Linked DNA regions of Mus musculus: regions 1, 2, 3, 4, 5 and 6 are each linked to region 7. Evidence: chromatin contacts called from public promoter capture Hi-C data. All regions are on one chromosome and are shown on one strand. Each heading gives the region's core, a stretch centred on a gene start, on an enhancer-like site or on the middle of the called end of the contact. The rest is flanking DNA. Distances are from core to core; before and after follow the strand shown.

Region 1 (3,091 bases), core at 52-2,551, 2.1 Mb after region 7:
ACCCTGACTGTAATAAATAAGCAAAAGAGAAAAGCTAGTGTTGCGGGTGGTCTAAAGTCCCTGGAAAGACCTCGTATGGGCTTTTTGCACAGTTCAGAGACATGGGGTCAAATTTCGGGATGTGTGTTTCTTTTTCTTTTATTTCCTTTCCCTATTTGTTTATTCATTTATTTCTTCATATTTACAGGACTTGTTTTCTAGCTCTGACTAGCTGGTATTCATGAAGCTATCCAGGCAGGCCTCCAACTCACCCCCACCACCCACCCCCGCTGCTGAGATACACCACCCCACAGCTGGCTCTAGAATCACTGACTTAAATGTTTCACTTTCTCTCTTTTAGTTCTAATTATCTTGCTCCGATTTTATTGAGTTTTAAAGAAATAAACATTAAGCCCACAAGCAGAAGTCTTTTTGACGAACTTTCAAAAGAAGAGGCAATTGGACTTGTGCTTGTCTGCTCGAGACCTCACCACAGCCTTATCTGGAACCTGGAACGGGAACCTGGAACCACACCTGATACTGGCACTCCGTAAATCCAAAAGGAAAAGGACAAGTTTGCATTCTCCCTTTTTGCAAATTTTTTTTTAGGCCAAAATCATATATGTATCCACTTCTAATCGAAGGTAATGGAACGTTTCTGAAAGAAAGCAGAAGGATCATGACTCCGGGGTCATCTTCAACTACACAGTGAATTTCGGGCCATGGCTCTACCTCAACAAAATTACCAGTTTCTCGATATTTTCTTTGGAAAAATTAATTTTGAAACTCCTCGAAACAGTGCCTGCAGGGAAGAGAAATTAACCAGGACAGACCCTTTCACTTTTGGCCATGTGGCCTCCGGCAGTGATTTTAAAAAAAGAAGAAAAAAAGAAAGGAAGGAAGAGAAGAAAGGAAAGAGAAAGAAAGAGAAAGGAAAAAAAGGAAAAGAAAAAGAAAAAAAGAAAAAGAAAAAGAAAAAGAAAAAAGGAAGAAAACAGCCAGACAAAGGACTGACCTTGATGAGCGAGCCTTCTGGAGCCGTAGAGACCAAAGAATCGATTTCTGGATACTGTCGTAAAAGTTAGAGGACCTGAGGGATGTGAGGATTGGTGCAGACCAAGGAGTGAGTCAAAGTCGAGCCCAGGGAACTAGATTGCTTTTCTCGGCCGAATGTTTAATTCCCATCTGGCATCTGGATTCTGTGCACAAGGTCCCAGCACCGTTGTTTCCGTGCTCTCCGCGTCCTGGTCCATTTGTACGCACCCCTGTGCGATTCCCAGAACTGGCGGTACCGTCTTTCATTTATAGAGGGCGCAAGTAACCCCGGGACTGTTCCGTGACAACCAAGCCACAATCTCACTTTTTGCTATGTAAAACAAGATGGCCTCAAAGAGGGGGCAATTCTCCTGCCTTAGGACTTCTTTCTTCCCCTTCCCTGCAGTTCTGGGATTATAAAACACCAACCCTAACTCAGGAAACTCTTTCTTAAATACTCCATTTTACTTTCTCCACTTCAGTTTTTATCATCTTGTTCGGATTTTATTAGACATAAAAAAAATCATATCAACAAACACACTAACACCCCCTCCACCCCACCCCCACCCCCACCCCACTCCCACTCCCACAATTTCTGTTTGATGAGCTGAAAATAACAGCGAGCATTGAATTACATCCAGTTATCAAAAGGGAGTAAGGTAGCAGCCACTTACCATCAGAAGGGGAATTAGCTCAAATGGTAGAGCGCTCGCTTAGCATGCGAGAGGTAGCGGGATCGATGCCCGCATTCTCCAGTTTTGCATTTATGCCTGTTTCTTTTCCCATCATACCCTGCTAGAACAAGAACAACCAAATCCGTTACTTCTAACCTCTATAGTTAAATTTCAGAAGTTCTCTCAGCAACCCGGAAGGGCCTAGTTCCTACCACACACTGTTCTCCAGGAAATGGCTTGGAGCTCTGGAGTTGGTATTTCCTGTTTTCCTATCAAGTTCTCACAGCTTTCCCTTTGTTAACGCGCAAACGCGTTCCCTTTGTTGAGACAGGGAAGCGTATATAGCGGTGTTTGGATCTAGGTCGTTTGCTTTTTTTGTTTCAGTTCAGTTACCGGCACTGGAATATCCCGGAATACAGCCCAAGATATGGAAAGAAATGTAGGACCAGCTCTTGTGGGTTGGAACTTACTGTGCCTTGCAGAAACGCCTAGTCCAGGACTATCTAATATATTTTATATCCGAGGCCCAAACGTTATCTTTAAAGAAAAAAATTGAACTATTTTCTATCTTTCTGAAAATTATTTGCTTAGAGAAAAGTTCTGACACATGGGATGGAAGGTACAAGAAATTGCAAGCACAAAAACCCTTGTACAACTTTCGATATGTTGAACTGAAATCTTTGTCAATTACTTTGTCTTACTTAATATTAATCTCTCATTGACACGATTCTACAGGTAACTGATTTTGAGAGCAGGAGTAACGCAGTTTAAAAGGATTAGCACAAAATTAGCAAATATGCGCTACTGATAGGTGAGATTTTCTTTCTTTTTTTTTCTTTTCTTTTTTTATTTTTCGAGACAGGGTTTCTCTGTATTTTCTTTGAACTAAATCTCCTCTTGCATTTCTCCCCTAAAACTGCCATTCCGTTTCCAGCAATGCCATTTGTTTTGTTTTGTTTTGTTTTGTTTTGTTTGTTTTTTAAGAGAAACGCTCTAGCAGCGTTTTAAAGCCCTTGCAGCACATTAAAATCGCCTGTATAACTTTTTAAATTCGCATCCCCTAGGTTGTAAAATGTCTCCAGGTCATTCTGATTTACACCAATTTCCCCCCAGACTCTTGAAACAAAACCATCGTAACATAGTTAAACCAAAAGCTTGAAGGAACAGGATTTTCCTCCTGCCGTGAGGTGATAGGAAGATGCCTACTGAGAAACTTGAGCCTGAGGTCCAGCTGCTGAGAACGCTCTGACTACTGGAGGGCGCGCGTGCCCCACCGATTAACCACAGGACCTGTATTCACTCTCGGCCACTGGGCGGGTTCAGGAGCACACCCGGCCCCAAACCTCGTGTCTACAGGTCGTCGCCGGCCCCTTTATTCCAGGGCACAAGGATCTCCAGGGGTG
Region 2 (3,163 bases), core at 147-2,646, 2.4 Mb after region 7:
TGCGGGCGGCTTTGGTGGCTAGCTGCTTGCGCGGGGCCTTGCCGCCGGTGGACTTGCGAGCGGTCTGCTTAGTACGAGCCATAGCAAAAACTAGAAAGCAAGCTGGTGAGCACTTGGAGATGGTGAGTTCAGAACTACTATTTATAGTATGCAAAGGATAGTGATTGGATGAAAATACTGGTTATCTGTGACGTTTAAGACTCTGATTGGTTTATGTTTAAGAACTGCAGTTGAGGCTAAGGTAGTCTGCCGCGGTACTTATTTTTGTATGTGTGTGTTTTAAAGTAAATGGAATAAAATTCCAGTGACTGTTATCTTCTACAGCACATCTGCTTCCAAACACATTGCAGCTTGGACTTAGTGGCATTGAAGAATAGAGAACAATCTTGTTATCTTCATTATTGAAATGTAACAATGTGACTTCTACATTGAAGGAGAGTAGGCCAGATTCTACCTTTTGATTGGTTTACTGCCTTTCGTAAATAGCCACTAAAACAGCAGATTTAGAACTCTTCATTTGCGTGGAAAGTCTCCATTTTGTTGCAACCCACACTGTAAAGAAATGGAGAGAAACATGGGAGTAAAAGTACAGACGTCTGACTCGGGTTATTCTGAGCATTTCTTCATTAAATGGCTGTACTTGTATGGATGCTTTGAGTTCTTGCATTTGGAGCTTGAATTTTCAAAATACTTTCACGCATTTTTGGCCAGATATCACTGATACGTTCGAAAACAATTTTTTAACTATAAACTATAGAAATCGTCATACCATGTTAGGATTGCACTTTTAAATTCTTTAAAAAAAAAAATGGGCAAGACTTTCCCAGAGCTATTGTGTACTTGCATATCCTGGGAAAAGTCGTGTCCTGCCTTTTCTCTTTTTATTTGAGCCACTACTGGCTCACAATATGAAATCACTGTCGCAAGCTGACACTCCTTAAAAGAACACTAAGCCTCTTGCATAACTAAAATATAAAGTAACGATACATTGCTCCCATTACTGCCAAGAATCAATACTGAAACCCGCAGAGAAGGCCCACAAGCTGGCTTTCTGGGTTTTAATTGACTAATTTACAGCCACCTTTCACTAGTTGAGCTCCTTTTTGATAGGCATCTACCACTTTCTGATGATAAAACAGGAGAGTACAAGGAGAATCTGCTGTGGTTGAAATTCCACCTCAAGCAGCCAGCCGGAGAAGTTTTGAGGCCGCCTCCTCTACCTGCAAAAACACGAAGCTAGGTCGGTGGAATCGCAAAGGAGTTAGTTTCTGAAATCTTGCAGGCAGACAGGCGCACGGGAGGCGGGGCCTTAGGGTCCAGGGGGCGGGCGTTAGCATTCACCAATCACAGCACAGCACTGCTCTATAAATACTCCGTGCAGGGGCCTTGTCTTTCTACTTCTTTTCTTCGTCTTGGGTATAGCTGTTGTTTATTCATCAGCAACCATGTCGGAGACGGCGCCAGTCGCTCAGGCTGCTTCTACTGCCACGGAGAAACCTGCTGCTGCAAAGAAGACCAAGAAGCCGGCAAAAGCTGCCGCTCCTCGGAAGAAGCCCGCGGGACCTTCGGTGTCGGAGCTCATCGTGCAGGCAGTTTCTTCTTCCAAAGAGCGCAGTGGCGTGTCCTTGGCCGCGCTCAAGAAGTCGCTGGCTGCGGCGGGATACGATGTGGAGAAGAACAACAGCCGCATCAAACTGGGGCTGAAAAGCCTGGTGAATAAAGGCACACTGGTGCAGACCAAGGGCACCGGCGCTGCTGGCTCTTTTAAGCTGAACAAGAAGGCTGAGTCCAAGGCCATCACCACCAAGGTGTCAGTGAAGGCGAAAGCATCCGGGGCTGCTAAGAAACCTAAGAAGACTGCTGGGGCTGCAGCTAAGAAGACTGTCAAGACTCCGAAGAAGCCCAAGAAGCCTGCAGTTTCCAAGAAGACTTCCAAGAGCCCCAAGAAGCCGAAGGTGGTGAAGGCCAAGAAGGTAGCCAAAAGCCCTGCCAAGGCGAAGGCAGTGAAGCCTAAGGCTTCCAAGGCGAAAGTGACAAAGCCAAAGACCCCAGCTAAGCCCAAGAAGGCAGCGCCCAAGAAAAAGTGAACAGTTGGAGGCTTCTTCTATAAATAACCCAACGGCTCTTTTCAGAGCCACCAACATAACTCAAAGAGCCTGACACTTGTTTCACACTATAACAACTGCATTTGGGTACAAGCCTGGTGGGATTTAGGCATTATTAATTTCCCCCAGTAAACTGACAATTTGGGTCAGTCTAGTTTCTAGTTTTATTTCCCTGAGATTCTGGGAAAACAGCCTTGTTAGCCCTGGGAGGCGCTACCCTCTCCAGGTGTGGTGGATAAGCTCTCTATGGTATGGTAGTGCAATGGCCTGGGTGCCTCAACCAGATAAGGTCCTATTTTGCCAATGAGGATGAGAACTCAGGTGCTTGATCAGTAAGAGTGGGCTGCAGCAAGGGTTCACATGCAATAGAGTTTTTTTTGTTTTGTTTTTTTAGGGGGGGGGGGGGGGCCCGAGACCGGTTTCTCAGTGTAGCCCTGACTGTCCTTGAACTCACTCTAGACCAGGCTGGCCTTGAACTAAGAAATCCGCCTGCCTCTGCAGTGCTGGAATTAAAGGCGAACGCCACCACGCCCGGCTGCAATAGAGTTTTTTTAATTCAAGCCCACCAAGACTGTTCCTTACAGGAATGCTAGGTGCTTGGAGGCTTGGTTTTGTGAGGAAGTGGTTATCTCCCATGTACTGCAATGTTCACAGGCAGCTCTTGAAGCCTTTATTGATTTTTGCTAAGTAGCCACTTTTGTCCCTGCATTGATCCTCCTTCCTCCAAAGAGCTAGAGTTAACGCCCCACACCGTGATTTGCTGGGCTCCCTTATTCTGAGCTCAGTTTTTAAATTATTGGGGGTGGGGGGATTGTCTGGAAGTTGAGGGGCAACTTGAAATTGGTTCTCTTCCACTACTTGAGTCCAGGAGACTAGTTAAAGTCATCAGGCTTGGCGGCAAGTTCCTCTTACTCTGAGTGTCTTCTGGCCCTGAATTTAACTTTGTTGTCCTCTTTCAACAAAAAATTAGAAAACCAAGTGTCTGAGGCATTGGCCTGTTATCTCAAGTACACAGGAGGCCAAAGTAGTTTGGATCCTGAATTCAGGCTAGTCTGGGC
Region 3 (3,075 bases), core at 382-2,881, 2.1 Mb after region 7:
TCTTCAAAGTTATCTTCAGCTTTATAGCAAGTTCAAGCCCAGCCATGAACAAAAACAAAATAGTCACCCTGAGCATAAAGTATAGATCCAATGCTCAGAGAGACTTGTTCTTCAGTACAATGCCTGAGTGTGGCACAGACCCAGGATTCCAACCACAGCCTGTGCATGCTAGGCAAGCACTCTACCGAGTGAGCCACATTCCTAGCCCCCTTGTTTTGTTTCCTGAGATAGCATCTTATTATGTACCCCTGGCAGACCTTGAATTCCTGGCAGTCTTGTCTCAGCCTCTTAAGTTTATAGGTGTGTACCTCCACACCTGGCAAGGCATTTATATTAATATTTGATTATGTGGTGTTAAACAAAATATATCATTCAAATCTACGTCATCTATTTTTAACTCCTTTGAATGTTGCCACTTGGACATTTACAGATCTCCTTTGATGCTCTAGCTATATTTCTGTAGGACAAAATTGGGATAAATCCAGTGTCCTCATTCAGAAAGATGAGCCAACACAGCTGCAGTCCCTATTCCTGTCTCTGTCTATCAGGAGAACTGTGGCCATTGCTTTCTGAAAAACTGAGAGGAGCAAGAAGCCTACAACTGTACCTGAGACCAGCACAAACAGGCTGAGGACCAAGAAGAAGAGAAGGGAGGCTATCGGGCAAGAACGCAGGGAAGTTGTAGGCTCCATAGGTCTTCAGGACAGAGTCACCTAGGTCACGTGTGGACAGAAAACCTAGAAGTACAGAGGATAAATCACCCACGGTTCTCATGTACATGACACCTTTTTGTCCCTATGCTGGTCTCATGAGCACTCAGACTTCTGCCTTAGATGGACTCTTGCCCTATGGAACTGGTTATACCTTAATAGTTGGATTCACCAAACATTCTATTAAACAAACAACATAAGCACCAGGCAGGCAGTTTTCTGTTGTCTTAGGCTCAGTTGTCTTTCCAGAGTCCAGTTTCTTCAGCTGTCATTTGATATTCCTCCCCCTCCCTCCTCCTCTTTCTTTCTTCTTGGGCTTTCCTCCTCCTCCTCCTCCCCCACTCCCTCCTCTTCCTCCTCCTTCCCTTGTTCTCTCTCTCCAGCCCCTTCCCTCTTCCTCAACCTCCGGGTCTTTCTCCTACTTCTCTACCCAGTTCTTCCTCCTCTTTCCTCCTTCCCTCGTCCCAAGCCTTCTTTCCTTCCTCCTCCCCTCCCCCCTCGCCTTCCCTGTACTCCCTCCTCCTGGTGAACCTCAGGTAAAACTAGGTAGGTGAGACTACCCCCCCCCCCCCAGGTATTCTTTCCAGAGTCAAAGATCTGGCTTTTCCCTCCCAGCAGCCTGTGTTGTGACACCCTACCCCCACCCCCTATTCCTACAGCCCCTGCTAGGACTCAGAGCGCTCCCCATCCCCTCCCCTACCTTCTAGAATTAACTGCGTTTTCTTTTCTTCTCTGACCCTCAAATGCTGATTATCTTGCCTTTTCTCTACTCTCCAACTTGTCGCTGAGCACAGTCGCCACCAGAGAACAAACTGCTACAGTAGAGAGGAAAGAATTTTCTGTTCTCCATTACTTGCAAAGTGCTGGGACTCGCGACAGCAGACCTCGGAGGACCCATTCCGCGTGCAAGTCTCACAATTTCCACTAAGCAGTTCAGAGCCCGGGATTGGCCTGCCTTAAGTCATCAGCCAATAGTATTCCTATGTCTAGCAGTCACTTGTTACTAGGTAGCATACACAGAAACAATCCTTTCTCCCTCCTGTCTTCCTTTCCCTTGTGCCCCTTTCTTCCCTTCCCTCTTATTGCTTCCCTTTCATGCGCTCCTTTCTTCCCTTCTTCTTCCCACTTGAGAGGTCCTAGAGTTGGGCTTGGTGTCCAGAGGCCTCATCCCTGTGTGTTGAAGTGTGTGTGAAGAAGGGAGTAAGGGAGCCAGATGCAATCCGGGTGTGCTGACTCACACCTTTAATCCCAGCACTCAAACTCTTGGATTAACTCTTTTGGGACAGGGTCTTACTAGCCATGGCTGATGTCAAACTCACAGGCCTGTCTCTACCTCTGCATGCTGGAATTAAAGGCATGGAATTAAAGTCACGCCTAGCTTGATTAACTCTTAAGGGAGTAGACAGTGCTAAGACTTTGTTCTTTAGTTTTAAAAAGTCTCCCATGGGCTGGAGCTATACTCAGTGGTTAAAACTACTTAGTGCTTTTCCAGAGGCCAGTTCAAGGCCAGCCTGGTCTACAGAGTGAGTTCCAGGACTGCCAGGGCTACACAGAGAAACTCTATCTCAAAATCCGAAAAAGGAAAAGGTGTTGGTGGAGAGCAAGACTCAGACTGAGCAGTAGAAATGGGTTACACTTGCTATGATCTCAGTAACGACCTCACTCCCTTCAGACCATGTATTGGTCTGCTGTCTCAATTCTGTTTCTTCTCCCTTGGAGTAGACTACCCTTGGCTGGTTTTTCAGCAGTCTGTCACGATCTATGAGGATTCTTTTGATTGTCTTCAGAGACCTAAGAGTCATCAAGAGGCAAAACTCTTTTCAGTTAGAAGCAGCCAGATCAAGTTGATGCCTATTTCCTAAATGGTTGTAAGGTATCTAGTGTGGTCACAGCAAGCTTAGAGGTCACTGAATCTCCCTGTCTCATAAACAACAGCTCTTAAAAACAGGAATTAAAACAGGACTTTGATGACTGTTTTTTAAAAAGGGCATTTGAATGGTGTCTCTGGCCCTTGTTGAACCTGACATTTTGAACTTCTAGAAGGATCATGTATGTTTGAGCAGAGGCTTTCTTTTTAAATGATCTTATTTTATGTATTTTATATGTGTGAGTATGTGCCACATGTGTGAGGTTGTCTTGGCGGGGGGGGGGGGGGGGCAGAAAAGGACATGAAATCCCCTGCAACTCAGTTGCACTCAATGCTGTGGGTGCTGGGAGTAAAACCCCCGGGCCTCTGGAAAAGCACTAAGTAGTTTTAACCACTGAGTATAGCTCCAGCCCATGGGAGACTTTTTAAAACTAAAGAACAAAGTCTTAGCACTGTCTACTCCCTTAAGAGTTAATCAAGCTAGGCGTGACTTTAATT
Region 4 (2,835 bases), core at 184-2,683, 2.2 Mb after region 7:
AACACAAAATTGAGAGAAGAGGACGAAGCCATAAGTTTCACTGTTCTCACACCTCTTAGGGATTTTTATCGCCTGTTTTTAATCTCTACAAAATAGTACAAGCCTTACTACAGAGAATAATCTGCTGTTTTTCAGGATGTAATTATATTTTGGAGTTAAGACCAAAACCACATTTGTGATATTAGCCTCCACAGTCATGAGTGGGAATGAGTGAAGCTTCTTATGGTTTCAAGTTTGTAGTCCCATGGTTGATCCCTTTTCCAGAAACTTTATTCTTGCTGCAGTTATCATAATGATAACTGACTATGAAATGTTTAAGTCCTTTGGTGGATACCACCTGCTAATTCTTTTGTTTGTGACAGACTATATTATATATGTAATATATGTAATGAGGTCAGCAGCTATCATGGAAATTAAAAAACAGATTTTCTTTCACATTCTGCTTGTTTTTAATAATGAAATTCAAATCATTTTAAAACTGGAAATATGCAGAAAACTGTTGTGATAAGTGTTGGCAAGGGGAAACAGCTGCATAACACAGGTCCTGAAACACGGCATATAACACAGCTGTAAACTTTGTACTCTAAACACGGAGTGAGTTGCTAAGTCAGGTTATATCTCACTGTTCTTCAGCTCCCAGTTGCTAAACTTCTGTTCCTTCTTGACCTAGGTATCTTTTTTCTGTACATGTGATAGTTGGTGTACATTTCTCTATCAAATCTGAAAAATATGTGCTTTCAGCTTTTGATCTACAATAGGGATGGCACAGACTCATCACGTCTCCAGAAAATGGCTAAATCACTAAAACAGGAAAACCGAAGGGGAATTACACACTGGTATCTCAAATATCATTAAAAAATCCAATCGATATTTTCTACAATAATCATTCCCCCGGTATGCACTGCTTTCCCATCTAGTGCCAATTCCTACAGCTTGGTGCAGATAGCCCTGGAAGCTTGTGTTGTTGCTTTCTCGAAAAACTCAAATTTCCCTATGTATTTCCGTGAAAACAAGTTATTTCATAGAGTCCTGAAATGATAAGAATGTGAGGAACCATGTCCTGAAACAAAAGTTTGCTAATGACCGCGAGAGAAGTAGTATTTTTAAGGAAAACCTTAAAGTTGTCCCAATTTTCGTCAAGTTTGAAAGAGAGTTGGGGCAATCAGAGAAGTTTCAGGGTGCCGATTTTGAACATAGGTGCACAAATTAAGGCAAGAATGTAGCCTACAGGCTCTCGGATCAGTTTCCCCCAAGTCCCTAATTATTTCGTGCCCATATTTTTTATATTTTTATACTTTTTTGAGGGGCAACAAACACAGCCACAAGGCAAAGCTGAAGATCCTTTCTCTGGCAACGCGGCGCACGGCGCACGGCGCAGGGAACCAATCACCACGCAGCTTCTCTCTATATAAACCCAGAGCCTGCAGCACTGGGAACAACCTTCTCTGACTGTTTGTGCTTACTTTTTGCTTTACTAGTAAAGCTTAGAACATGTCCGAGACCGCTCCCGCGGCGCCTGCTGCCCCTGCACCTGTGGAGAAGACACCTGTGAAGAAGAAGGCGAAGAAGACCGGCGCCGCTGCTGGGAAGCGCAAGGCGTCCGGACCCCCGGTGTCCGAGCTCATCACCAAGGCTGTGGCCGCCTCCAAGGAGCGCAGCGGCGTGTCCCTGGCTGCGCTCAAGAAGGCGCTGGCGGCCGCGGGGTACGATGTGGAGAAGAACAACAGCCGCATCAAGCTCGGGCTGAAGAGCCTGGTGAGCAAGGGTACCCTGGTGCAGACCAAGGGCACCGGCGCCTCCGGCTCCTTCAAACTCAACAAGAAGGCGGCTTCCGGTGAGGCTAAGCCCAAGGCTAAGAAGGCAGGCGCGGCCAAGGCCAAGAAGCCTGCGGGAGCAGCCAAGAAGCCTAAGAAGGCGACTGGTGCTGCCACACCCAAAAAGACGGCCAAGAAGACTCCGAAGAAGGCGAAGAAGCCTGCGGCGGCTGCCGGCGCCAAGAAAGTTTCCAAGAGTCCCAAGAAGGTGAAGGCTGCTAAGCCCAAGAAGGCAGCAAAGAGTCCAGCCAAGGCCAAGGCTCCCAAGGCTAAGGCTTCCAAGCCTAAAGCTTCTAAGCCGAAGGCCACCAAGGCAAAGAAGGCTGCCCCTCGCAAGAAGTAGAGTGGTGCGTCCTGCTTTGAAAATCTCAAACGGCTCTTTTCAGAGCCACCCACAACCTCATTCAAAAGAGCTGAGCCTTTTTCTGGTTTTCTCATGGTATGTCCGCTGACTCTGGCTATGTGTTCCGAAGCAGATCAATTCTGTGCACTTTGTTATGGGTACATTTAGGAGCATCTATAAACTCTAGTTGAGCGATAGATTGTATCATTTTCAGCTCTAGCTGGACTTCTGGCCGGCAGTTTTTTGCTTCTGTGTGTGCTCCACACACGTGTTCATATTCCAAGAGTTTGGCGGGAAGTCCTTTCTAATGTCGCCTAGGCGTGATAAGGCATTAGGGGGGTTCTCTAGGAAGCTACTCTCACAATAGTGGCTACAGGCTGGAGCCTCTGTTTTAAGTTTTCCAATCCGGCTACACAAGGTGGTTTTGAGAATTAACCAATCAAGCCGTACTTTCAGTCATGGGTGTTGCACCAATCAGAGATTGTGATATTAAGATTTACATTTACGTACTGGGACGCTGGCGTTTTTTCTCTGTCCCCGCCCCTTTGTTCACTTCAGAGCTCTGGAATTCCGTCCTAAGAATTTTTAATTGTGTTTTCCGAGAAATTGAAAGCGCTCCTATTTCCTCCAAACTTAGCCACCTTCGCAGTTTTTAGGCACTGATCACATTGCCACTAT
Region 5 (3,228 bases), core at 673-3,172, 2.3 Mb after region 7:
AACCTTCACCTCAGTCTCAACTCCAAGGTCTAGTTCATGGTTTTGACGGATTGAAAGTCAAGGGTCAGTAGAAACGTCTCAAACAAGAGTAGCAAGGCAACTTACAAGCTGCTTAAGGACAAACACGTGACTTTGAGCACAAATGCCAGCCCTCCCCTCTCACCCCTAAACAGTATGTCTCTCATAAACAACCCTGGGAGTTCATTCCCCAAAGGAAATTCTTGAAGAGAAAGAAGTAACCTCTCATAAAATGTAATTAATTATTGACCTGCTTTATTAAAATTTAAACATGAAACATGGTTGAAGTTCAAGTGCAAGTTCAAAACTCATCACACACACACACACACACACACACACACACACACACACCTGCAGTGCTAGATTTGAACGTAGACTCAACTCATGCTAGACAGGCACTTTACTACCAAGACTCAGGACCAGTGTTTTCTGCACCATTTTTATTTGGAGACAGTATCTTATGAAGTTTACTTACTCTACCGTCCAGGCTTGGTTTGAGCTTGGATCATCGATCAAGTAGCTAGGGTTACAGTTTGGCGCACCAGGTCTAGCCAATTAAATGTTAAGACAGAAGCACAAACCTTTTACTGAGACACAGGCACCTACCCACTCTCATTTTTCTCCTTAATAAACAACTTTTCTTCATATTGCTTGAACTTCTCTGTAGCATAAATTGAGATCCCTGCCTCACAAGTGTAGGAATCTCCAGAAAGAACTTCGGCTGTGTGGTTACTGCATTGAGCCATATGTTCGGCGACATAATCACACTACACCCTGTCTTAGCATTCCCCATAATGGACTGGCTTTTATGCCTCCCTTCTACTTGAGTATCATGTTCCCTCTTTTTTTTTTTTTTTTTCTCTTCTTCTTTTGACATGTTATCATTTCCTAGCCCAAGGTGACCTCAAAACTCACAGCAATCCTCCCTCCCTAAGGAGGGAATTACCAGCAAGTTGCCACCATGCCCAGCGGTGAGCACATTTATTTCCAGACATGTTCCATGGATAAAGCCCCGGAAAGAACATTTCTCTAACACATCTGCAGAGACATCTACTAGACTAGCTATGTTAAGAGATTGGAAACTGTGATTCCAGCTTTCTAATGTTATAATTAAGGGTTCGGCACCGTGTCTGCTCCTCTAGAGGGAGATAAGACATAGGAAGTGGGCTATGGATGGTGTTCAGTTGGAAAGGAGTAGCAAACTTCTTCGACAATAGCCCTGAGACTGGCTGATTTGACCACGTAGGTGCCATGGGTAAGATGTTTATAACCGCATCCGAAGCCCTTCTCTTGAGATTCAGGCGGGGGAATAGCGAGCCTCTCACATGCTCTGTGGAGTGTTTATTAGGTCATGCTCCCTTCAAGCAGGCCTCACCTTGGAGTTTTGGGATAATTCTAGGAACACCGTCTAATTCCACAGTGAGACAGTCAAGACATCTGTGTTACTTCCATCACGTATATAAATAATTTCAGTGAGAATTAGGGCCTGCATAATTGATTTTCTTCACTAAATAGAAGCCACATATGTAGAAGACCCCTCCCAAGATGTTGGATACATTTTCTACTAAAAGTTACTTTTGAGTTAGCAAAGAAAAGAGAAAGTTTTCTTCTTCCTTTTGAATTTGATTGAAAATCAAGGACTTTTCCCACTAGTTCTGGCATGCAGGTACATTTGTCAACAAAGGGTAAAAAGTCGCGTGGAATCTAAGTCCCCGTGGGTCACCTGGTGTCATAACCTGAGCAATTCTGCAGTGAGCAGATATGCAAGATTCTACTTTTGGGGGGAAAAGAAACACAAATGCCCCTCCTCCGGGGGCGGGGGAGGCACCTGGGGATGCACCAATCACAGCGCGCCCTGCTCTATATAAGCGCCCCCCCCCCCCGCACGCCCCCACTACCCCATCACTGTTGGCTCTCCTTTAGTTTTCACTTGGTGTAGTTCTTGTCCAGCTCTTGACCATGTCGGAAACGGCTCCTGCGGCCTCAAGTACCCTTGTTCCAGCTCCTGTGGAGGAGAAACCTTCATCTAAAAGGCGAGGGAAAAAGCCTGGCCTGGCCCCTGCTCGCAAACCTCGGGGTTTCTCAGTTTCCAAGCTGATTCCTGAGGCCCTTTCCACATCGCAGGAACGGGCAGGAATGTCCCTTGCTGCCCTGAAGAAAGCCCTGGCTGCGGCTGGTTACGACGTGGAGAAGAACAACAGCCGTATCAAGCTGGCCCTCAAGAGACTTGTGAATAAAGGAGTCCTGGTGCAGACCAAGGGCACTGGCGCCTCAGGCTCCTTCAAGCTCAGTAAGAAGGCGGCTTCTGGGAACGACAAGGGCAAGGGCAAGAAATCTGCTTCTGCCAAGGCTAAGAAGATGGGCTTGCCCCGGGCCTCGAGATCTCCCAAGAGTAGCAAGACCAAGGCTGTCAAGAAGCCAAAGGCTACGCCCACAAAAGCTTCTGGGAGCGGAAGGAAGACCAAAGGGGCCAAGGGCGTGCAGCAACGTAAAAGCCCCGCCAAAGCCAGGGCAGCAAACCCCAATTCTGGGAAGGCAAAAATGGTCATGCAGAAGACCGATCTGAGGAAGGCAGCAGGGAGGAAGTGAGTTTCAAAGCCAGTTTTCAAAAACCCAAAGGCTCTTTTAAGAGCCACTTACATACTTCTTAAAATGGCCAAACACTTTGAACCAAAGTTAAGGTGGGCAGTTACTTCAGGTCGACCTGTCGTTGAAACCCTAGAGTAGAATCCTAGGGTCCCTATGTGTAGAATATTTCCAAATTTGGTTGTGTATTTGTGGCTTTACGCCAGAATAAAGGTCACCATTGAAACACACAATGTCTTTTATTCTAGAATAAAAGTCACCATTGAAATACACAATGGATGTATTTCATTCTAGAAACACCCTCATATCAAAGGAGATAGAGATAACGCCAGTAGGAGCTTCCACTCTGAAAAAATACTGAACTTACTCTTTCAAACAGCAGTAACTGGCATCCAGGCTTTCAAAGGACCACTATGAACCCAGATATTCAGTGCTTAAGCTAGAGGTTATATTTATTTTTCTTGAGTTGTATTTTTAGGATTTCCTCAGTGATGGATAAAAAAATAAAGCAAGCAGTTAGCAAAAAAACAGAACAACAACAACAACAACAACAACAACAAAACCCTAAAGTTTTTGCAGTTGTGCGATGTGTCAACAAAGATCTAATTTTGTTCTACTTTTAGA
Region 6 (3,160 bases), core at 29-2,528, 2.2 Mb after region 7:
ACCTTCCTGCTTCAACCATCCTATGCAGTGCTGGAATTACAACAGTGCATTGCCACCAGCCCATTGTAGTCCCCAAGATCAAACCCAGGGTTTTTATATGCATCAAGCACTTCACCCAGTAAATATTCACATGCAGTTTTAATGTTTCTCTATGAATCTCCAGAAACTCAGAGTCTTTGAATTCTGTGGCGCTCTTCTTGAAGAGTGATTCTAAAACATTGCTTTGGGTCATCCACTCATTCACAGAGCAGAAGAAACTGTTCTTTTCCTTTCTAGAAGAGTAATGCAGATGTGGAAAACAATACAGCATGAGTATTTACTGTATTAGCATTTTATGGAAGTATTTGGTTAGATATTAGTGTGTGACTCTTCATTAGTACATGAAACCACCAAATCCTTTGACTAAGAACTGTCAGTGTGAGGTGGGGGTGCATGCATGATATTTTGAGGTACATATAACTATGATGTGCTAAGGATAATAGATTTTCTGTGCAATGTTTATTAACTAAAAAACATACATGCAAGAAATCCTGAGATTCAGTGAAAGCATAGTAAACATAAAGAGCAGCCCCTTTCCCCCATCCCTGTTCCCAGAGCTCCTGATGTCTATGTGTAATTCAAGCAGAAGGCCCACACCTTTGGGATGCATATCCTTTACATCTTCTAATCTTTCAGCGCTACAGTCCTGTAACATTTTGAGGTTTTACTTCCCCCTGGTCAGCCTGAATGCTAAAAAAAAAAAGTTCAGATTCTTAGGCATACGTACCTAAGTCAATAAAAAGTCTCAGAACAGGAAATAGTAAGTGTTCTTAAAATTGTACTTAAAACCTTGGATTCAGTGGTCCTAAACCTTCCTGATGCTGGGACCCTTTACTACAGCACCTCATGTTGTGGTTACCCTCACCCATAAAGTTATTTCACTGCTGCTTAACTGTAATTTTGATACTGTTATGAATTGTAATGTAAATATCTGAAATAATACGGGGGGTGTCCCGATTTATAGGTTCACGAGACTAATAACATTACTTTCTATTTGGTCTGATAAAAGACAAATTTCTTTTTTCACAATACATAAATTGTCACTCTTGAGGGCAATGTGTTGAATTTTCAACTGCTGGCTCTGCTCTTGTCTTAGGACCCGCCTTGTCTCCTCAGCCTTTTCATAGGATAAACGCCAGAAGGGCGGGAATTGACCATGGTTCACGCCCCCTTCCCTTCAGGTTTTCAAACAGGTCCGCATTGGTATTATAAAAGCCAGGAAGGCCGCTTGTTACAGTCACTGGCTAGTGAGCTTCCTTCCTAGTTTGCTAACATGTCTGGACGCGGGAAAGGCGGCAAGGGTCTTGGTAAGGGTGGTGCTAAGCGCCACCGCAAAGTTCTGCGCGACAACATCCAGGGCATCACCAAGCCCGCCATCCGCCGCCTGGCCCGGCGCGGAGGAGTGAAGCGCATCTCCGGCCTCATCTACGAGGAGACCCGTGGTGTGCTGAAGGTGTTCCTGGAGAACGTGATCCGCGACGCCGTCACCTACACGGAGCACGCCAAGCGCAAGACCGTCACCGCCATGGACGTTGTCTACGCGCTCAAGCGCCAGGGTCGCACCCTCTACGGATTCGGCGGCTAAACGTACTCATTTATTTTTCTTCACCCAAAAACCAAAGGCCCTTTTCAGGGCCACTACCTTCTCACTTAAAGGAGCTGCTCTTAGGTGGTTTTCTGGAATGGGGTGGGTGCTGGGACTGGCTCGATACATAGTATCTGTTTAGGCAGGTCCACCTGTCTATCTTCAGTATTGATAGCCTAAAAGCAGGCCTGTTGTCTCATTCTTTAATGCTGACATTCTCAGGAGAGGGCTGAGGGTCAGTCAAGATCCTTTTTTCCAAGTCCCTTAAGGTATAGATGCTATCCTGTCTCAAAACCAAACCCTCTAATCAATCCAGGCCTTGGAAACCTAGGAACACTGAATTATGTTCAAGTTTTCTAACCTGGAGCTTTCTACAATTTCTTCCCCTCCCTCCTTTCATTCTTTCCATGTATTCTGTGTAATAGCCCTGGCCTGGAACTTACTCTATACACCAGGCTCACAGATATCTTCCTACCTCTGCCTCCCACGTACTGGGATTAAAATCGTGGTCCACCACACCCAGCTTTCTCTAACTTCCTAATCTGTAAAATAAGCACCAGAGATTGACGTGTAAATCTTCTATCTATTCCTCAAGGAAAACTTCATATGGTCCAGGACTTCATTAACTTTCGTCAGCATTATCAGTTGTTCCCAAAGAGTCACCAGAGAAGAAACATCAGTGTCTGCTAAGAACTTAAAAAATTTTTTTTATTTGTGTTTATATATTTCTTACCTTTATATACACTTTAGGGACTAAACTCAGGCCACCAGGCACACGGAGCACATGCTTTAGCTGTCCCTCCAGCCCTTCCCTCCAAGAATTAAAAAAAAAAAAAAAAAAGACCCAGACCTTGTAGTCAATAAAAACTTGGGTAAATATCTTCAGTATTTAGCTTCAGACCCTGGGACAAGTTAACATATTTTACATATCAAAGCGGACCTGGTCTCCAGGTTCTCCCAGCTTCCCACAGTCCCTATCTGGCACACCCTGCCCCCAACCCTGAAATTTCTAGCCCAGGGGATGGGCTGCCCTTCCCCCAGAGGCTCTTCCTTATGTAATTCAGACATTTTGGTCTTTCTGCTTTTTCTTTCCTCCCACATTTCCCCTTCTCTTCTCTCCTGGTGTATACCCCTTCTCTCTTTCTTTCCTCCAACCTCTGCCCATGGTGACTTCCCTGGCCTTGGGGCCAGTGAATTCTTCTGAGAGCAGCTTCCCAATAAACCTGCCTTTAATATAATCCAATCTGGCTTGAATCAGCTTATTTAGCTGGAGGAGAAGTAACTTACCAATCGATATGTCCTTCAACAAGCTCAACAGTCAATACTCACATCCACTTTTCTTTTGTTTTTCTATCTATTTTAAAGTAGAATCTTCTCTGTAGGCTGGCCAAGCCTCAATAGGAAGCTTAGGTAGAGAAAATTTGCACACAACAGAAACTGGAGGTGTCATGGGGAATTTCAACCAGTGGGAAAAGATTGAAAAACAAAACAATAACCAGAGAGGAACTGTATGAGGGTGGGCTTTTTGTTTTGTTT
Region 7 (2,859 bases), core at 84-2,583:
TTGGTTTCACCAATCAAAAGGCTAAGAATTTTCCAGATAGCTATAACCCACCTGTACTGGCTGGCTTTGTGTGCCAACTTGACACAAGCTGGAGTTATCACAGAGAAAGGAGTTTCTGTTGAGAAAATGCCTCCATGAGATCCAGCTGTAAGGCATTTTCTCAATTAGTGATCAAGGGGGAAGGACCCCTTGTGGGTGATGCCATCCCTGGGCTGGTAGTTTTGGGTTCTATAAGAGAGCAGGCTGAGCAAGCCAGGGGAAGCAAGCCAGTAAGAAACATCCTTCCGTGGCCTCTGCATCAGCTCCTGCTTCCTGACCTGCTTGAGTTCTAGTCCTGACTTCCTTTAGTGATGAACAGCAGTGTGGAAAAGTAAGCTGAATAAACCCTTTCCTCCCCAGCTGGCTTCTTGGTCATGGTGTTTGTGCAGGAATAGAAACCCAGACTAAGACACCACCTAACTTACATTTCCACTAATTGTTTTTTTAAAGTTGTCTTGATTTACTACTTTCTTTTGTTCTGGTTATGTAAATCAATGTCCTAAGCCACACTCTACATGTATTTTGCTCGATAATAAATTACTACTATCTTTGAGAGCTTGTGCTTGGTTTTCTGGTTACCCTCGACATGTACATTAGCTAAGAACAGGGTGAGATTTTTGTTGTTGTTGTTTTGTTTTCACTTCCAGAACACAGAATGTTCTGGTGCATGATAAGAGCATTAACCACTATTCTTTTTCAGGGATTTTTCTTTGGACTCTCCTTTTAAATTAAAACAAACAAACAAACAAACATTTTTTTTTAATTCTAGAAAAATGGTTGTGTTTATTGGGATACCATAGTTGCAAACATATTTAATTAGTACTGACTGCTTTGTTGAGTTTTTCTACCCAAGAAAGCTTATTGCCTCCTATTTATGTTCATATTTGGCTTTTAAAGTGTTTTAAAGTTAGCCCCAAGTAAATGTGGCACATCTCTTGAGCTCTGAGTATTTTTGCTGTTGCTTTTGTAGCTGTGGTCTTTTCATTCACACTCGTACTTATGAAGGCTGATTTTAGTGTTCATAATATCCTGTTAACTTACTAAATTATCCTTTTAATACATTTTTTCCCATTGACCAGAAGAATGTCTCTTTGAGACATCACTAATCTCAGTGATACTGAAACACAAACGCGAAACCGGATAAGGACCGGCATGCTCACTATGATTAGACAGAAAATCCCAACTTCTTTTGCCAGAGTAAGGACAAACCACTGAGTGGAACTCCGTGGCTCCCTAGAGTGGCTCTGGGAGCAACAGGGCTCCACCGCTTCCGGCCTTTGTGGGAGTCCGCGATGACTTCCGGTTCCTGGGAGGGCTGGATTCCCTTCCCTGCGCAGGAGCGACGCGGTGAGCGAGCTCGTGCTCCAGGCGGGGGGAGGGTGCTCCCTGCTACCTAGACTCTCGGCCTTAGAAAGATGCTTGGAACCGGGGGAAAGGCCACCCGGGCTGCGCTGCGGCTGCCTATGGGTCCCCCTGGGGCGCGGAGCTGGCCCGGACCTAGGCACGCTGCAGAACTTTAAGTTAGAGTCACAGAACTGGAGGGGCAGGAGAAAAGCAGAGCACCCTCCCCAACTTCTAACCTTTATGAGTGGTTAAGTTCCAACTAAAGCCAGTTGGGAGACTGTACTATGTATATGTGATTTGTGCCAGGTACGCAGAAAAAAAAATCAAAAGCAGCAAGGCAGGCGTACCCTACTCTTGTACTCTTTCCGTTATTTTTGGTGGTACTGTTAGTTGAACTTCCCACCCGCCAGGCAGCGGTTGCCCTTCCCCAACGCTATCTGCTAATTCCAAAATTTTTTGTTTATTTCAGTTAGTTGTTGTTCACTTTAGGAGTAAGTGGAGGTAAGTTTCTTCCCAAGCTTTACTCCCTGAAGTCCTGAAACAATTTGACATCTTTTTCACTTTTGTCTATTTTTGTGAAAGTCCACGTACAATCCAGTCAATACAGTAGATTAACCGGAGGGCAGCTTTTCAACTCTCCCACTTAACTCTTAGAATAGGCGGTATTTGCTTATTGTAGTTCGTGTTAGTAACGATGACTTATCCCTTAGGTCCACTGGGTAAGAAGATTTACCAAGGAGTTATTACTTGAAAGATTGATACATCTTTTATCTAGCTACGATGACATCTACTAGTGATACCAAGGTCTGTAAGAACCAGGGTGGACTTTTGGAAATAAAAATGGAGGAAGAATGTAAGTATACCACCAGACAAGATAGGAACCTACAAAAGAACACTTATAACAGAGACGTCTTCCGAAAATACTTCAGACAGTTTTGCTACCAGGAAACTTCTGGACCCCGGGAGGCTCTGAGCCGGCTGCGCGAGCTCTGCAGACAGTGGCTGCGGCCGGACTTGAACAGCAAGGAGCAGATCCTGGAGCTGCTGGTGCTGGAGCAGTTCCTGACCATCCTGCCAGGGGAGCTGCAGGCCTGGGTGCAGGAGCAGAATCCGGAGAGTGTGGAGGAGGTGGTGACTGTGCTGGAGGATTTAGAGAGAGAGCTTGATGAACTAGGATACCGGGTAAGAAAAAGGGGGGAGGGGTCCTCTTTCCTAAGCGCGACTGAATTTGTAGGCCAAAGTGAAGTATACCACTATTTTACAAAGCATATTGACATTTAGTTGGATCCAAAGGGGACTTTAAGTGTCATGGGAATTTGGAGTTGAACTTGTACGTTGTACATCCTAGCCTTGGGCTTGTAATCTTCCTGTCTCATATCCTTGGTGCTGAGATTACAGGTATGTACGTCCACTCCTGTCTGGTCTTAGTTTAATTATTCCTTTTCATCAGTGGGGTTGTTTTATTTCTGTGCTAAG

What was found. Promoter capture Hi-C pulls out the DNA fragments that hold promoters and counts their contacts.
Region 1: a promoter capture Hi-C map of hippocampal neurons shows a contact between it and region 7, with 6 times the contacts expected there. The contact joins the promoter of C230035I16Rik here to the promoter of Zscan12 in region 7. A contact is called at or near these places in 4 of 39 promoter capture datasets (the 3T3-L1 cell line, hippocampal neurons, liver and 1 more), 4 of 115 datasets of contacts at active chromatin or transcription factors (embryonic forebrain, forebrain, kidney and 1 more) and 2 of 9 other capture datasets (liver and pancreatic islet).
Region 2: a contact with region 7 is called in a promoter capture Hi-C map of hippocampal neurons, with 4 times the contacts expected there. The contact joins the promoter of H1f1 here to the promoter of Zscan12 in region 7. A contact is called at or near these places in 5 of 39 promoter capture datasets (the 3T3-L1 cell line, cranial neural crest, erythroid cells and 2 more) and 1 of 115 datasets of contacts at active chromatin or transcription factors (astrocytes).
Region 3: a contact with region 7 is called in a promoter capture Hi-C map of the HPC-7 cell line. The contact joins the promoter of Btn2a2 here to the promoter of Zscan12 in region 7. A contact is called at or near these places in 4 of 39 promoter capture datasets (the 3T3-L1 cell line, the HPC-7 cell line, cranial neural crest and 1 more).
Region 4: a contact with region 7 is called in a promoter capture Hi-C map of liver, with 5 times the contacts expected there. The contact joins the promoter of H1f3 here to the promoter of Zscan12 in region 7. A contact is called at or near these places in 9 of 39 promoter capture datasets (the 3T3-L1 cell line, the HPC-7 cell line, cranial neural crest and 5 more).
Region 5: a contact with region 7 is called in a promoter capture Hi-C map of liver, with 5 times the contacts expected there. The contact joins the promoter of H1f6 here to the promoter of Zscan12 in region 7. A contact is called at or near these places in 4 of 39 promoter capture datasets (cranial neural crest, hippocampal neurons and liver) and 1 of 115 datasets of contacts at active chromatin or transcription factors (memory CD8 T cells).
Region 6: a contact with region 7 is called in a promoter capture Hi-C map of 3T3-L1-derived adipocytes, with 5 times the contacts expected there. The contact joins the promoter of H4c4 here to the promoter of Zscan12 in region 7. A contact is called at or near these places in 10 of 39 promoter capture datasets (the 3T3-L1 cell line, 3T3-L1-derived adipocytes, the SN4741 cell line and 5 more) and 1 of 115 datasets of contacts at active chromatin or transcription factors (astrocytes).

Annotation. Positions count from the first base shown.
Region 1 is chr13:23,429,716-23,432,806 of GRCm38.p6, forward strand. It overlaps C230035I16Rik (RIKEN cDNA C230035I16 gene), which reads right to left and starts at 1,302. Exons shown (of 4, transcript NR_015492.1): 1 at 995-1,302; 2 at 514-637. n-TAagc13 (a tRNA gene) reads left to right here and starts at 1,697; the gene lies at 1,697-1,769.
Region 2 is chr13:23,762,272-23,765,434 of GRCm38.p6, forward strand. It overlaps H1f1 (H1.1 linker histone, cluster member), which reads left to right and starts at 1,397. Exons shown (of 1, transcript NM_030609.3): 1 at 1,397-2,141. The coding sequence starts at 1,446. The coding sequence ends at 2,087. It overlaps H3c1 (H3 clustered histone 1), which reads right to left and starts at 115. Exons shown (of 1, transcript NM_013550.5): 1 at 1-115. The coding sequence starts at 82.
Region 3 is chr13:23,487,226-23,490,300 of GRCm38.p6, forward strand. Btn2a2 (butyrophilin, subfamily 2, member A2) reads right to left here and starts at 1,632. Exons shown (of 8, transcript NM_175938.3): 1 at 1,411-1,632; 2 at 608-737. The coding sequence starts at 692.
Region 4 is chr13:23,553,599-23,556,433 of GRCm38.p6, forward strand. H1f3 (H1.3 linker histone, cluster member) reads left to right here and starts at 1,434. Exons shown (of 1, transcript NM_145713.4): 1 at 1,434-2,209. The coding sequence starts at 1,492. The coding sequence ends at 2,157.
Region 5 is chr13:23,693,889-23,697,116 of GRCm38.p6, forward strand. It overlaps H1f6 (H1.6 linker histone, cluster member), which reads left to right and starts at 1,923. Exons shown (of 1, transcript NM_010377.3): 1 at 1,923-2,657. The coding sequence starts at 1,978. The coding sequence ends at 2,607.
Region 6 is chr13:23,580,290-23,583,449 of GRCm38.p6, forward strand. It overlaps H4c4 (H4 clustered histone 4), which reads left to right and starts at 1,279. Exons shown (of 1, transcript NM_175654.3): 1 at 1,279-1,680. The coding sequence starts at 1,313. The coding sequence ends at 1,624.
Region 7 is chr13:21,361,487-21,364,345 of GRCm38.p6, forward strand. Zscan12 (zinc finger and SCAN domain containing 12) reads left to right here and starts at 1,334. Exons shown (of 4, transcript NM_016684.2): 1 at 1,334-1,386; 2 at 2,094-2,565. The coding sequence starts at 2,164.